Linked DNA regions of Sus scrofa: regions 2 and 3 are each linked to region 1. A link is a contact called in public Hi-C data. All regions are on one chromosome and are shown on one strand. Each heading gives the region's core, a stretch centred on a gene start, on an enhancer-like site or on the middle of the called end of the contact. The rest is flanking DNA. Distances are from core to core; before and after follow the strand shown.

Region 1 (3,930 bases), core at 705-3,204:
TTATTTATTTATTTTTTAGCTGCATCTGCAACATATGAAAGTTCTTGGGCCAGGGATTGAAACTGCACCACAACAGTGACCTGAGCTGCCAGTGACAATGCTGGGTCCCTAACCCGATGAGCCGCAAGGGCACTCCTGCAGACGGATTCTTTTCTTTCTTTCTTTCTTTCTTTCTTTCTTTCTTTCTTTTTTTTTTTTTTTTTTTTTGTCTTTTTGCGGCCACACCTGCGGCATTTGGAAGTTCCCAGGCGAAGGGTCTAATCAGAGATATAGCCACTGGACTACACCACAGTCACAGCAACACGGGATCCGAGCCGCGTCTGCAACCTACACCACAGCTCAGGCAACACTGGATCCTTAACCCATGGAGCGAGGCCAGGGATTGAACCCATGTCCTCATGGATACTAGTCGGGTGCATTAACCACTGAGGCATGACCGGAACTCCTCTGTCTTGAGATCTTTTTCTGTTTCTGCCCCTCCCCACCCACCTTGGGCCTGGCATCTTGCTCTTCCATCTCTAACCTGCAGTGTGCATCTCTCTGCTTCTATCTCTAAGTGTGTGTGTCTGTATCTTTCTCTGCCTCCACCTGTTATCTGTCTCATTCTGTATTTTTTTCCCCCCTGTCATTCTGGGGGTCTCTGTCTCTGTGTATCTTATCAGTTTCTGCATCTCTTGCATTCACTGTATGTCCCAGGTCTCTCTCTCTCTTTCTCTCTCTCTCTTTCCCCCTCTCTCTGGTCTCCCGCGGCTGCCCCCACCTCCCTGCCTGTTTATTTTCTACCCTGCGTCTCCTGCCAAATCTCCCCATCTCAGGCTCCTCTTCCTCCTCAAGCCTCCGCAGCTCCCTGACCTCACCTCTGCTCTCTTGCCTCAGCCTCCCCGGCTCCTCCTCCTGCCTCCTCCCGCTCCCCCACTCTCTCTCCAAGTCTCTGCCTCCCCCTCCTGGTCAGCGGCCCACACCGCACTCCGGTCTCCCAGGGGATCCCCTAGCCGGGTTAAGGGAGCCCCTGGTGGAGGCTTGGGTGATGCATCCGGCGGGGGGCTGCAGGCGCTGTGCAGGCTCGCACCTGGGTCCCTGCGAGCTGGGGGATCCCGGATCCTTCAGGGCCAGTGGCCCTGAGCGTGGAGACACCCGAGGACTCTCCCAGCTCCACCTTAAGGGCCCCCCCCTTCCCCCTTCTGCGGAGGATGGAAACTGCCAGCTCTTGGGCCCCAGGTGTCCGGGCCACCCCCGCCCCCGTGGCCCCAGCGCGGCTGGGAGCTGGGGACGAGTCCCCCCCCCCAACAACCTCTCTATCCTGCCCCTGGGAGTACTCCCTCCACCACCACCCACACACACCAGCCCAGGGAGGGGTGCTCGCTGCTGTGAGAGCCCCCCCCAACAGAAAAATTAAATAACAGCAAGAGAGAGAAGGGGGGGAGGGAGAAGAGCGAGACAGAGAAACAGAAGAGGCAGGAGAGGAGGAGGTGGGGGGAGAGAGAGAGGGGGCAGCGGGAGGCCGAGAGGGAGAGAGTGAGGAGGAGAAGAAGGGGAGAAGGAAGAGGCAGGAGCAGAGGAGGGAGAGAGGGAGGAGGAGGAGGTGAGAGAAGCAGGATGGAGACATGGAGTTAGGAGGCTGGGGAGAGCTTAATGAAAAGAGAGCGAAGAGGGGGGTGTGGGTTAGAAGCCCAGGGGTAACCCGAGGGAAAAGCAGAAGGCAGAGGAGAGGAGTAGGAAGACCGGGAGACAGAGGGAGACTCGAGGGCTTGGGGAGAGAGGCGAGGAAGGAGACACGCCGAGAAGGAGCAGGGGAGTGGGTGGGGTAGGGGGGTCTCAGTCCCCGGCTGCCTCAGAAATTGGGAACTGGGGCTCCCCGTGTGGAGGAGAGGAAGGCTGCAAGTCCTTGGGGGGTCGGGGTTCCACAGAGAAGGGAAGGAGCTGGGGGGTTGGGGGTCAGGGCATTGGGATAGGGGTCGCCCCGAGGCTTCCCCGGGATGGGGGGTGCAGCTCGTCTGAGCGCCCCTCGAGCGCTGGTACTCTGGGCAGTACTGGGGGCGGCAGGTAAGGCCTGGGGGGGTCGGGGCAGGAGCCCCTCAGGGAGGGGTGGGGGTGGGGTGTCCAGGAGAGGGTTTCAAGCCGCTGTCTCCCCAGCTCACATCGGACCCGCACCTGACCCAGAGGACTGGTGGAGCTACAAGGATAATCTCCAGGGAAACTTCGTGCCAGGTGCAGCCAGGGCGGGGACCCAGGCGTCTGGGCAGCCAGGCTTTCCTCCTGAGACCCCGGAGTCCGCTCCTCCCCTGCCCCCCCCCGCCCCCCCCCCCATCCCCAGGACCCAGGAGTCCTAGCCCCTTCCTTCCTCCCTCCGGAGGCCCAGCCTCTGACCCCGGGTGGCTCAGCATGGGACATTATACATGCGCATTTCGAGTCGGGAGTGGGAGTGAGTGGAAGGCAAGGGAGTGTGGGGGTGGAAGAGTGTGTGTGTGCTTGCTGGGAAAGACCAGGTAGGTCCTGGCTCGTACTGAGAACCAGAGGTTCGGGGCCCGGTTCTCCACCTGGTCCAGCCCTCTCTTGCAACTCCTTCTCCCCAGTACATTCATCAACCAGCTGTGGGATAAGGGAGACTGAAGAACTACAACTCCCATGGGCTCTGGGGCAAGCAGGCAGGGGATGGGTAGGCTGGCCACCTCACAGACTGCTGGGAGTTGTAGTTTCTTCCCCAAAGACCATTGATGATAGGTTTGATCAAAGAGAGGCTTGGAGGTGTTGGGGGTAGGGGGGCGGTATAGGAAACTCCTCTAAGAGTCTTCTAGGACCCAGGACTCTGCATTTCAGCCACCTCCTCCCTCAAAGTCAGGAAACCACAGCCTTCCCAGCAGATCCCAGCACTGAGATCTAGTCCCTACTTCTGACTCCCTTTCCTCCCTGCCCCACCTCTGCTCCCAGGGCCTCCCTTCTGGGGCCTGGTGAACGCAGCCTGGAGTCTGTGTGCTGTGGGGAAGCGGCAGAGCCCTGTGGATGTGGAGCTGAAGAGGGTCCTTTACGACCCCTTTCTGCCCCCACTGAGACTCAGCACTGGGGGAGAGAAGGTAAGTGGCCTGTTGGGAGGGGTTACCAAACCCCACTGGGCTTGAGTTGGGGTCGGGGGTGGGGCATGAGCTGGGAGGCTAGCCTGGGGGAAGGAGCCCTACACTGAGCAGAGAGGAGGCGCTGTCCACCCTTAAATGGATCCCTGATTCTTCCCTCTCCAAACATGGCCTCCTAGTCTTTCCATCTCTTGGAAGCAATGGTAAGACAGACCATCTCCCGTGCCAGGCACTGTTTTCGAACCTGATAAATCGTCTCATCTTCACAACTCCATGAAATAGATGCTATTGTTATTCTTATTTTAGGGATGCAGAAACTGAGGCACAGAGAGGTGAAGTCACTTGCCTGAGGTCACACAGCTAGAGAGTGCCAAGGCTGGGATTCAGACCTAGGCAGTGTGGTCCCAGAATCCATGCTCTTCCCTCCACTGCAATACTGTTTCTTATAAGAGCTGGCACCACCCTTCACTCAGTGGCCCCAGCCAAGTCTCCGAGCTCTTCCCCCTCCCATTTCCTCCCTCACTCCCACTTGCTACCGGTGCCCTTTCTAGCCTACCTGCTAAATAGCATTTCACTTCTGGTCTCTCCACTGCCATCATCTTGCACCTGGATTGATGCCATAGAATCCCTGCTGGCCTGCTTCTCTGCCTCCTGCAATCCATTCTCCATCCCACAGCTAGAGAGATGTTTAAAAACACAAACTGGATCATACCACTCTCGGGCTCAAAATCCTTCTATTAGGATAAGTCGTAACAGCAAACACTTATACAGCATTTACCGTGTACCCCGCACTGTGCCAAATGTGTTATATATATATTCAATTATTGAAATAAAAATACAAAGTGCCCCATTGTTGCCCACA
Region 2 (3,930 bases), core at 509-3,008, 59 kb before region 1:
AACTGACCATCCCACACTGACCCCTGCTCAGCTCCACCATTTGCTCAGCCATTACCAGCTGGGTCCTGGCCGCGGGCCTCCACCTGCCTGGGATCCTCCCTCTGCAGAGCGGGATGCTGTGGACACAGGTGGGGAGAAATCGGGACACAGGCATTGGGACTGTCAGCTTTCTCTAGGTCCTGAGAACCTAGCAATCCACAGCCTTCTGATCAGGATTCTGGACCCAAACCCTTTCCTCCTCCCAGGATCTAAGTGCTGGATCCCAGGATACAGGATTCTCCTTCAGGATACAGGGGTTCAGCCCTCAGCCTCTTTCCCCCGCAAATTACCCCCTTCACCTAGGAGGCCAGATTCCAGGCCTCTCCACTCTAAGGAATCTGTGAAATGAAGTGCCCAGCCCTTCCTTACGGATCCAAGAACCCAACCAGGTCGCCCATTTCCCAGGCCACAGTGGCCTTGCATAGTCTGAACCACAATTCCCATGATGCTTGGGCACCCCAAGGGGAGCCTTTGTGGGGACCCTGCTACAGGAGTTGCTGGTGGGGGGTGTTAAGTTTTTCCTTCCTTCGGGTGTGACGCAGCCTCGGCTCTCCCCGACACTGCTGCCTCATGCCCATTTTCAGAGCTTAACTCCTTGTTCTTCGGTCTCATAGGGGACATCTTCGAAAGCTTCTCCTCCCACCCTCCCCTCATCCTGCCCTTGGGCAGCTCGCGCCTCTGCCTCACCGGTCCGGTGACCGACGACGCCCTGCATCGTGAATTGCGCAGGCTCCGCCGCCTCCTCTGGGACCTTGAGCAGCAGGAACTACCAGCCAATCATCGCCACGGACCTCCCGTGACCACGCCTCCTTGAACACCCATATCGAACGAACGCGCGAACCTTGAAAATTCCTTGGCTTCTAGCCACTAGAGCCCACCCGAGCGCAAAGCTTTCTGGGAATTGTAGTTTTTTTTCCCCCGCGTGGAATACTGGGAGTTTGAGTTCTGGAGTAGTAGAGGATGGGACAATGGGAAGATGGGTTTGGGATTTGAGTACCAGCAGCAATAAAGGTATCTGTCGGATTGGCAACGTCTCACTTGTTAAGACTTGGGAGCGGTGGTGATATTGATTTTCTGTGAAATGAGGCATCAGGGCCCTTGCCGGGAGTGTTGGGCTCCTGCCGAGTTCGCCGAGGTATTTATAGCCACGGCCTCAGCTTGCCCTCTTACATGTAATCCAACCCAGGAGCACGGGGGCCTCCCATGCATTTAAGGACAGGGCTTTAAACTTGTTCTGCCAAAGATCAGTCCTGCCAGTGGGAAATAGCCAACACTTGAAGGGTGACCTCCGAAGCCCATACTCCTCTCTCAGACCCAGGTGTCTGGGTTTCCAAGTCCCTTCTGGCCCTTTCTGCCTGTCGAGCACACCGATGAGTCAGTCTCAGCACCTCTTGTCCCTGTTCTGGAATCCCTCTTCCTTCACACCCGAGAGTACGGAGCTCCCAACCCACTCCTTCAGGCCCAGGAGTCCAAGTCCCCGGCCCTTTCTCTTCGAACGCAGAAATCAGGTCCCCAGCTCCCTCCTCCATCAGAACCAGGAATCCAGGGCTCCAGTTTGAACTTTTCACTCCCCTGAATCCGACTCCCGCTGCTGCGTCAGGGAAAAAGTAAGCGACAGGTGGCACCTGCCTGCAAGGCCGGGGCACGACCACCTGCCGCTGCTGCTCACCCTGAGCCCCTCTCCTGGCACCTGCTTCTGTCAGTCCGACCCCCGCTGCCCCGCCCCACTCCAGGAGGCGGAGGAGGAGGAGGCAGGAACCCCGACGTCAGTCCCGCCCCAGGCCCTCGCAGCCCGTGCTCCCGCCCCTTCTCGGGATGCCAGGAGGGGCTCCGGTCTCCCCCGCCAGCCTCCACCGCTCTCGACGCGCCCCCTAAAGGCTGGTGGGGCGGGGCCTGCGGCCTCTGGCTTAGATCGCGGGACTGAAGCGGCTGCAAAGCACGACTGCGCAGAGCCCACCTGGTGAGAAGCCCCTGGGGTGCGGGGTGGGAGGGGAACCCGCCCTAACTCTTCTGTCACCTCTCTGATCCCAGTCCCTTCCCCATCGACCGTGGTGGCTGACATCCACCCACGCCCTTCTAAAAAGCAGGAGGCAGAGACCATTCTGCTCCCCTGGGACCTGCCCTTGATCAAGGCTGTTGGTTAGATTTTAGGCCCCTCGGAGTATTGAGTTCCTGCCCTTCATCCCCTTTTCCTTCCTCCCCTTTCACAGATCTGGGGTCCAGGCCACCAGTGCCCTCCTTCTTAGGACCCAGGAGCCCCAGACTTCAGGTCCTTTCTCCCTCAGGCTCCAGGATTGGGGCCTTCAGCCCCTTCTCCCTCACACCCAGAAGTCCTGGTCCCCAGCCCTCTGGTCTCTCACACCCAGGAGTCTGGGCCCCCAGTCGCCTCCTTCCCCAGGATTCAGAAGATACCACTCAAGGCCTCCCCCTTCTCTAAGTTCCTTAGGCCCTTTCCCTGCTGTGTTCACATGCGGGGGACGCCTTCTGACCTCCACTCTGACCCTGCCTCCTGTGGGGGCCCTGCCCTCCCCAGTCCAGGTCCCCGACCAGCCTTGGCAATGACCCTGGCGGCTTCCTCCCAGCGCTCCCAAATCATTCGTTCCAAGTTCCGATCGGGTGAGAAGCTTCTCTCAATGAATGTAGGGGAGGGGTCCCCCGGTCCTGGGGACATAATCTGACTCTGGGAGTGTGCACGGCGGCGGTGAGATGGGAGGGGGGTGGTTACACCCAGGAGACATATGTTTTCTGTGCAAAAGATAATTTGTGTGTATAAAGGAAGCTCCAGCAAAGCAGTCGAGTTGTGGACAGTGAGTGTACAAATGGCTAGTGCGATGCTCACTCGAACAGTGGGGAGTAGACTTGGGGTGGGTGTGCAGAGGGCCGGTACCGTAAAGGCAGAGGGGTTTAAACTGATACTGTGCAAAGAGGAGGAGCACCCAGCGCTGGGACTTCAGAGTGCCCGGTGTGGAACTGTGGGTGAGGGAGGGGACAGTGAGTTGGGAAGCCTCGAAAGGGTCAAAGGGTGCACTGCATGTCCCAGCGCAGGTGGAAAGTGTGCACGTGGGGATACCTGGAAGTCAAGTCCTGAGTAGACAGCGTGCTTGAGTGTGCAAATAAGTGTGCTTCCATAGTTGGGTGGGTACAAAGATAAGAAAACCAAAGAGCAAGGAGTGTGCAAGAGTGTACTTGCACAAAGAGCAGAAATGTGCAAAGAGAGATCTTTGCTCCAAAACTGGGGGGGGGGGCAAATCATGAATGTGCAAATAAGTGTGTTCACGTGGCTGGGTGTGTGCCAAGACAACGAGCCAAGCATGAAGCGGGGCAAAGGGTACCAGTGGGCAAAAAGAGTGTAGGTGCAAAACCAGAGCCCCAGGAAATGCGTGTTTAAAGGTTGGTGTGCCAAGGGGGTGACTGAGGGGAGGTAGCACAGAAGGGTGTGTGCAAAACGGGGTGCACGGAGAAAAGGAGGCACGGGACAAACGCTAAGACGGCGAGGATGGGTGGGCATGGCTGGTGAGGGGGCAGGTGGAGCCGGGGGCAGGGCCGCCTCCCACCCACACGCTGCCTGGCTCCCAGCCCCAGAGCGGCTCTGGCCTTCAGCGCTGTGCTGGCAGGGAGCAGGCAGAAGGCCCGGGAAGGGAGCCGGCTGCCCGCCCACCCGCAGCCTGCGCTCTCGGGGTGTGTAAGGGGGCTGGGCACGTGGTCCCAGCAACAACTGCAGCTCACACCCGCCTGCCAGGCCGGGCTCTTGGACACTCCCTTCCTGCCTTTCTCCTCCCCCATCCCTCCACAGTTCTTCAGCTTCGGATCTACAGACGGTATCAGGACCCAGTAAGTGTGGGCCCTGAAAGGGCGGGGATGGTGGCCCTGCTCCCCTCGGGGCACCCAGGA
Region 3 (3,930 bases), core at 458-2,957, 36 kb before region 1:
CCCAACTCACAATTATTTCTGGCTGGAACCATGTGTCCTGTTGTCATGCCCCACTCCCCTTCCTCCTAGTTCCCACAGCTTTATCTTAATGAATTAAAAAAATGTTTATTTTTATGTCCACACCTGTGGCATGTGGAAGTTTCCAGGCTAGGGAATGAAGCCGAGCCGCAGCTGTAGCGATGATGGATCCTTAACCCACTGCACCACAGAGGGAACCACTCTCTTACTGAATTTTAATGGAGAAGCAGGTATAAAGACGCCTATTTGAAAGCTAAGGAAACAGAGGCTTAGGGAGTGGTGAGCAAGGGGGTGGGGGGGGCAGGCATGGGGCAGGGGCTGGGAGGTTGGAGACCAGGAGAGGACCCCCTGCGGGCAAGGGGAGCCCTGCCAGCAGGAAGGCTCTGCAGCTTCTGGCAAATGGAAGGAGCCTGCCTTTCCCTCTAGTCGTCAGAGGTCAGGAAATCCATCCCCTCTCTCTTTTGGCCCTCGGTCCTCACTGGACGGCTCAAGGTCCCTTCCGCCATCCGGGACCCCAGGGAGTCATCCCATGGTGGGGAGAGGTTGCCATAGGATATAGAACAGAAGAGAGCCCCAACTTTGAACCAAGCTCCAGGTCCCTCAGGAAAATGGGGCGGGGGGGGCACAAAAACCTGCCCAGCATTTATTTTCAACTTTCTAGTTCCCATCCCCTTCTCTCTGTTCCAGGCCTAGCCTCACCCTCTTCCCTCCTGGAGGCCAGCCGCAGCCTCTGTGCCTCTCCTCTGCCCCCCTCAGCCCTCAGCATCTGTTCCCAACCAGAGCTAGCCCTATCCCGCCTCAGCTCAAACCGCCCCCCTCCCCTTCCTCAGGCCCAGCCCAGTCACACCCAGTGATGAGCGAGTCCTGTTCCCGCTCGGAAGGCGCCCCCCGCCCTCCTTCTCCCGCAGCTCAGGGCCCGCCGGGCTGCAGGTTCCTCCCCACCCACACCGGCTCCGGCAGGTCCGCCCGGCTTCTCCCCCACCTGAAATTCACACTCTAAGCAGGAGCGCTGGGGAAGAGCCTAAGACAGAAAGTGGGGCTCCCACCTTGAAACCCCGAACAGAAAGGCTGAATCAGGATAGAACTGGGGAGCCAGGGAGCCGGCCACCTCCCGGGCGGCGCCAGGGCAGGCCTGCGCGGGGCGCCCACAGGGGCTCGGCTCTGGGCCGCTCCAGGGACTGCGGACCCTGTTCTGGCCTCTCACTCTCGGAGGAAACCGAGGACAGGAAGGAGGGTGGGAGCTGGTGGCCTCGGGTGGGGATGGGGAGCGCGGCGGTGACGGAGGGGACCGGGTGCTAACAACAGGTCTGCTGGGAAGGAAGGTGATGGGGGCTGAGGAGGGTGCTGGGGGCTGACCGGGAGGTCAGGGGGCCGGTGCGCTGGGGCAGAGGAGGTGGAGGCCCCGAGGCGGGGTCCATCCCAGAGCGGGTCAGAGGCCAAGGAGTGGCCGGTTGAGTCTCCACTTGGCCCTGAATCCCAGGGGTCAAGCCTCTTCCCAGCTCTCTGCCGTGTGTGAGTGTGTGTGTGTGTGTGTGTACGCGAGTGTGAGCTGCGGTGCAGGGAGCGCCCCCCACTCGCCATCTCTCACCTGGTTCTGGCTGGAAGGCAAAGTGGCGCTGCTGGCAGCTCAGCAGGCTCCCTCCCCTCGGGTCGACTCCTCTCTCTGAATCTCTCGAACCTTCCAGCACCAAGGGCTGAAAACCCCGCCCAAGATCTACTCCAGGGGTAGGCGGGGTGGCCAGGCTGCCCCAGCCAGGTGAGCCCAGAGCCCCTCCGTCTTCCTCCCTCCTCCCCCAGCGCTGCAGGGACTAGGGCTCCGTGGCCGGGCAACCTGGAGGAGGGCAGCCTGGAGGAGGGCAGCCTGGAGGAGGGCCACCCAGGCGGAATGGGCCCGCTCCTCCTCCGCCCGCAGTGAGGCCCGCAGTGATTTCTCACAACTGTTAGCACTTACTGGCCTACCAACCTCATCCCACCTTCACAACTCTGTGAGAGCCACAACACCCTGTGCCCCTCGGTAAAGCGGGGAAAACTGACAGAGAGAGGCCAAGAGACTTGCCCAAGGTCACATGGCCAGAAATACAATACTGGCCATGGAATACAAAACCAGGCAGGCCGGAATCTTGGAAAACACCTGGCAGGTAGCCACTCTTCTCAGCTGCACTCACTTCACAAACGGTTCTCAGCTGCCCCTGTTGTGGCTTAGGGGGTTAAAAACCCAACAGAGTGCCCATGAGGATGCGGGTTCGATCCCTGGCCTTGCCACAGCTGTGGTGTAGGCTGGCAGGTGCGGCCATAAAAATAATAATAAAAAAAAGATTCTCTTAGGAAATGACCATTCTGCTGGCTTGCATCTCTCTTTTTTTTTTTTTTTTTTTTTCTTTTTTGCTATTTCTTGGGCTGCTCCTGCGGCATATGGAGGTTCCCAGGCTAGGGGTCGAATTGGAGCTGTAGCCACCGGCCTACGCCAGAGCCACAGCAACGCGGGATCCGAGCCGCGTCTGCAACCTACACCACAGCTCATGGCAACGCCAGATCGTTAACTCACTGAGCAAGGGCAGGGACCGAACCAGCAACCTCATGGTTCCTAGTCGGATTCGTTAACCACTGCGCCACGACGGGAACTCCTGGTTTGCATCTCTTAATGGTAATTATGGGTCCGGGAAATGCTTGTCTACAGCTGCCAAAATCAGACGCGAGACTGGGGGGGAGCTTTACTGGGGAGGGATGAAGTGGGCATCTCCAGAGCACCCGGCAGTCCTAACACTGAAAGACGAGCAGCCCCGCTGCACCCCCTCCAGAGAGGTGACAGGAGGTCCCTGCACCAACTAGAAATGCCTACTTCAGCCCAACACCGCCAAAAAGAAAAAAGAAAGGCCTCTCCCTGCTATCTCCAGTTTTCAGAAAACGGGAGGGAAAAGTTGCCAGGGAAGCAACACCATGAGGACACAGCAGCCAAGTCCAGAACGTGGGAGCCGGCCTACCAGACGAGGGGCTGCTGGTTTCCCCAGCGAGTCCCTGACAGAGAAGAGCAGCCCAGAGGGGAAACTTTTTTTGTTTTCCTCTTTTTTAGAGCTGCACCCGGGGCATATGGAGATTCCCAGTTCCCAGGTTAGAGATCTAATCAGAGTTACAGCTGCTGGTCTACACCACAGCCACAGCAACACCAGATCGAGCCATGTCTGTGATCTACACCATCTCACATCAACACCGGATCCACAACCCACCGAGCGAGGCCAGGGGTCGAACCTGCAACCTCACGGTTCCTAGTTGGTTTTGCTTCCTCTGTGCCACAACAGACACTCCGGGGAAGCTTATAACACATGGAAAGCAGAGTCAGAGCTTAGACACATGTAAGCAGCGTTTTCACCTGTACGAATGTCTAACAGGCTGTTCCAGAGTCATGGGGATTCTTCACTGCGTAGCTTTTAACAGCCCTGGCCCTCGGTCACTAAGCACAGGGCTAGGGCTGGACAACCACTGTGCAAACGAGAAAGGACCCCATGGATTCCCAGAATACCCCCCAGGGGACAGCACTCCCTTGATTTGAGAACTGTTGCCCTAACCCTCTGCTCTCTCAGGACCAGGGCTGCACAGGTAAATGCTTAGTAACCAGCTCTCTGAAGAAGAAAATCCTGCTTGGTAGCATTTGCTAATTTCCATGGTATAAAAACGGCCACTGGCCGATGGCTTCATATTGTATGATTATTTATCTGAAACATCCAGAACCCACAAATCAAGAGAGACAGAGAGGACCGGAGTGGTTGTCCGGGGCTGGAGGGAGGGGAGTGGGGACTGACTGCTCTAGGTGTGGGTTTCTTTTTAGGGAATGAAAACGTTCTGGACTTCAATCATGGGAAAGGTTGCACAACGTTGTGAGTGGGCTAAAAACCAGCGCAGCATACACTTTAAAGT

Evidence for each region. A called contact is a pair of places that touch in the nucleus more often than the background predicts.
Region 2: a contact with region 1 is called in a Hi-C map of skeletal muscle, with 4 times the contacts expected there. The contact joins the promoter of MAMSTR here to the promoter of CA11 in region 1. A contact is called at or near these places in 1 of 5 promoter capture datasets (fetal skeletal muscle), 20 of 47 Hi-C or Micro-C datasets (alveolar macrophages, brain, embryonic fibroblasts and 12 more) and 1 of 2 datasets of contacts at active chromatin or transcription factors (skeletal muscle).
Region 3: a Hi-C map of epiblast stem cells shows a contact between it and region 1, with 5 times the contacts expected there. The contact joins the promoter of FUT2 here to the promoter of CA11 in region 1. A contact is called at or near these places in 3 of 47 Hi-C or Micro-C datasets (embryonic fibroblasts, epiblast stem cells and skeletal muscle).

Annotation. Positions count from the first base shown.
Region 1 is chr6:53,996,668-54,000,597 of Sscrofa11.1, reverse strand. CA11 (carbonic anhydrase 11) reads left to right here and starts at 1,954. Exons shown (of 9, transcript NM_001004038.1): 1 at 1,954-2,043; 2 at 2,134-2,208; 3 at 2,929-3,071. The coding sequence starts at 1,977. It overlaps LOC110261016 (a long non-coding RNA gene), which reads right to left. Exons shown (of 3, transcript XR_002344719.1): 2 at 3,625-3,744.
Region 2 is chr6:54,055,887-54,059,816 of Sscrofa11.1, reverse strand. It overlaps MAMSTR (MEF2-activating motif and SAP domain-containing transcriptional regulator), which reads left to right and starts at 1,758. Exons shown (of 9, transcript XM_021094689.1): 1 at 1,758-1,999; 2 at 2,478-2,655; 3 at 3,833-3,870. The coding sequence starts at 2,508. It overlaps RASIP1 (ras-interacting protein 1), which reads left to right. Exons shown (of 13, transcript XM_003127281.5): 12 at 1-128; 13 at 654-1,069. The coding sequence ends at 853. All of the region lies in intron 1 of LOC102161741 (a long non-coding RNA gene), which reads right to left.
Region 3 is chr6:54,032,443-54,036,372 of Sscrofa11.1, reverse strand. FUT2 (fucosyltransferase 2) reads right to left here and starts at 1,707. Exons shown (of 2, transcript NM_214069.1): 1 at 1,607-1,707.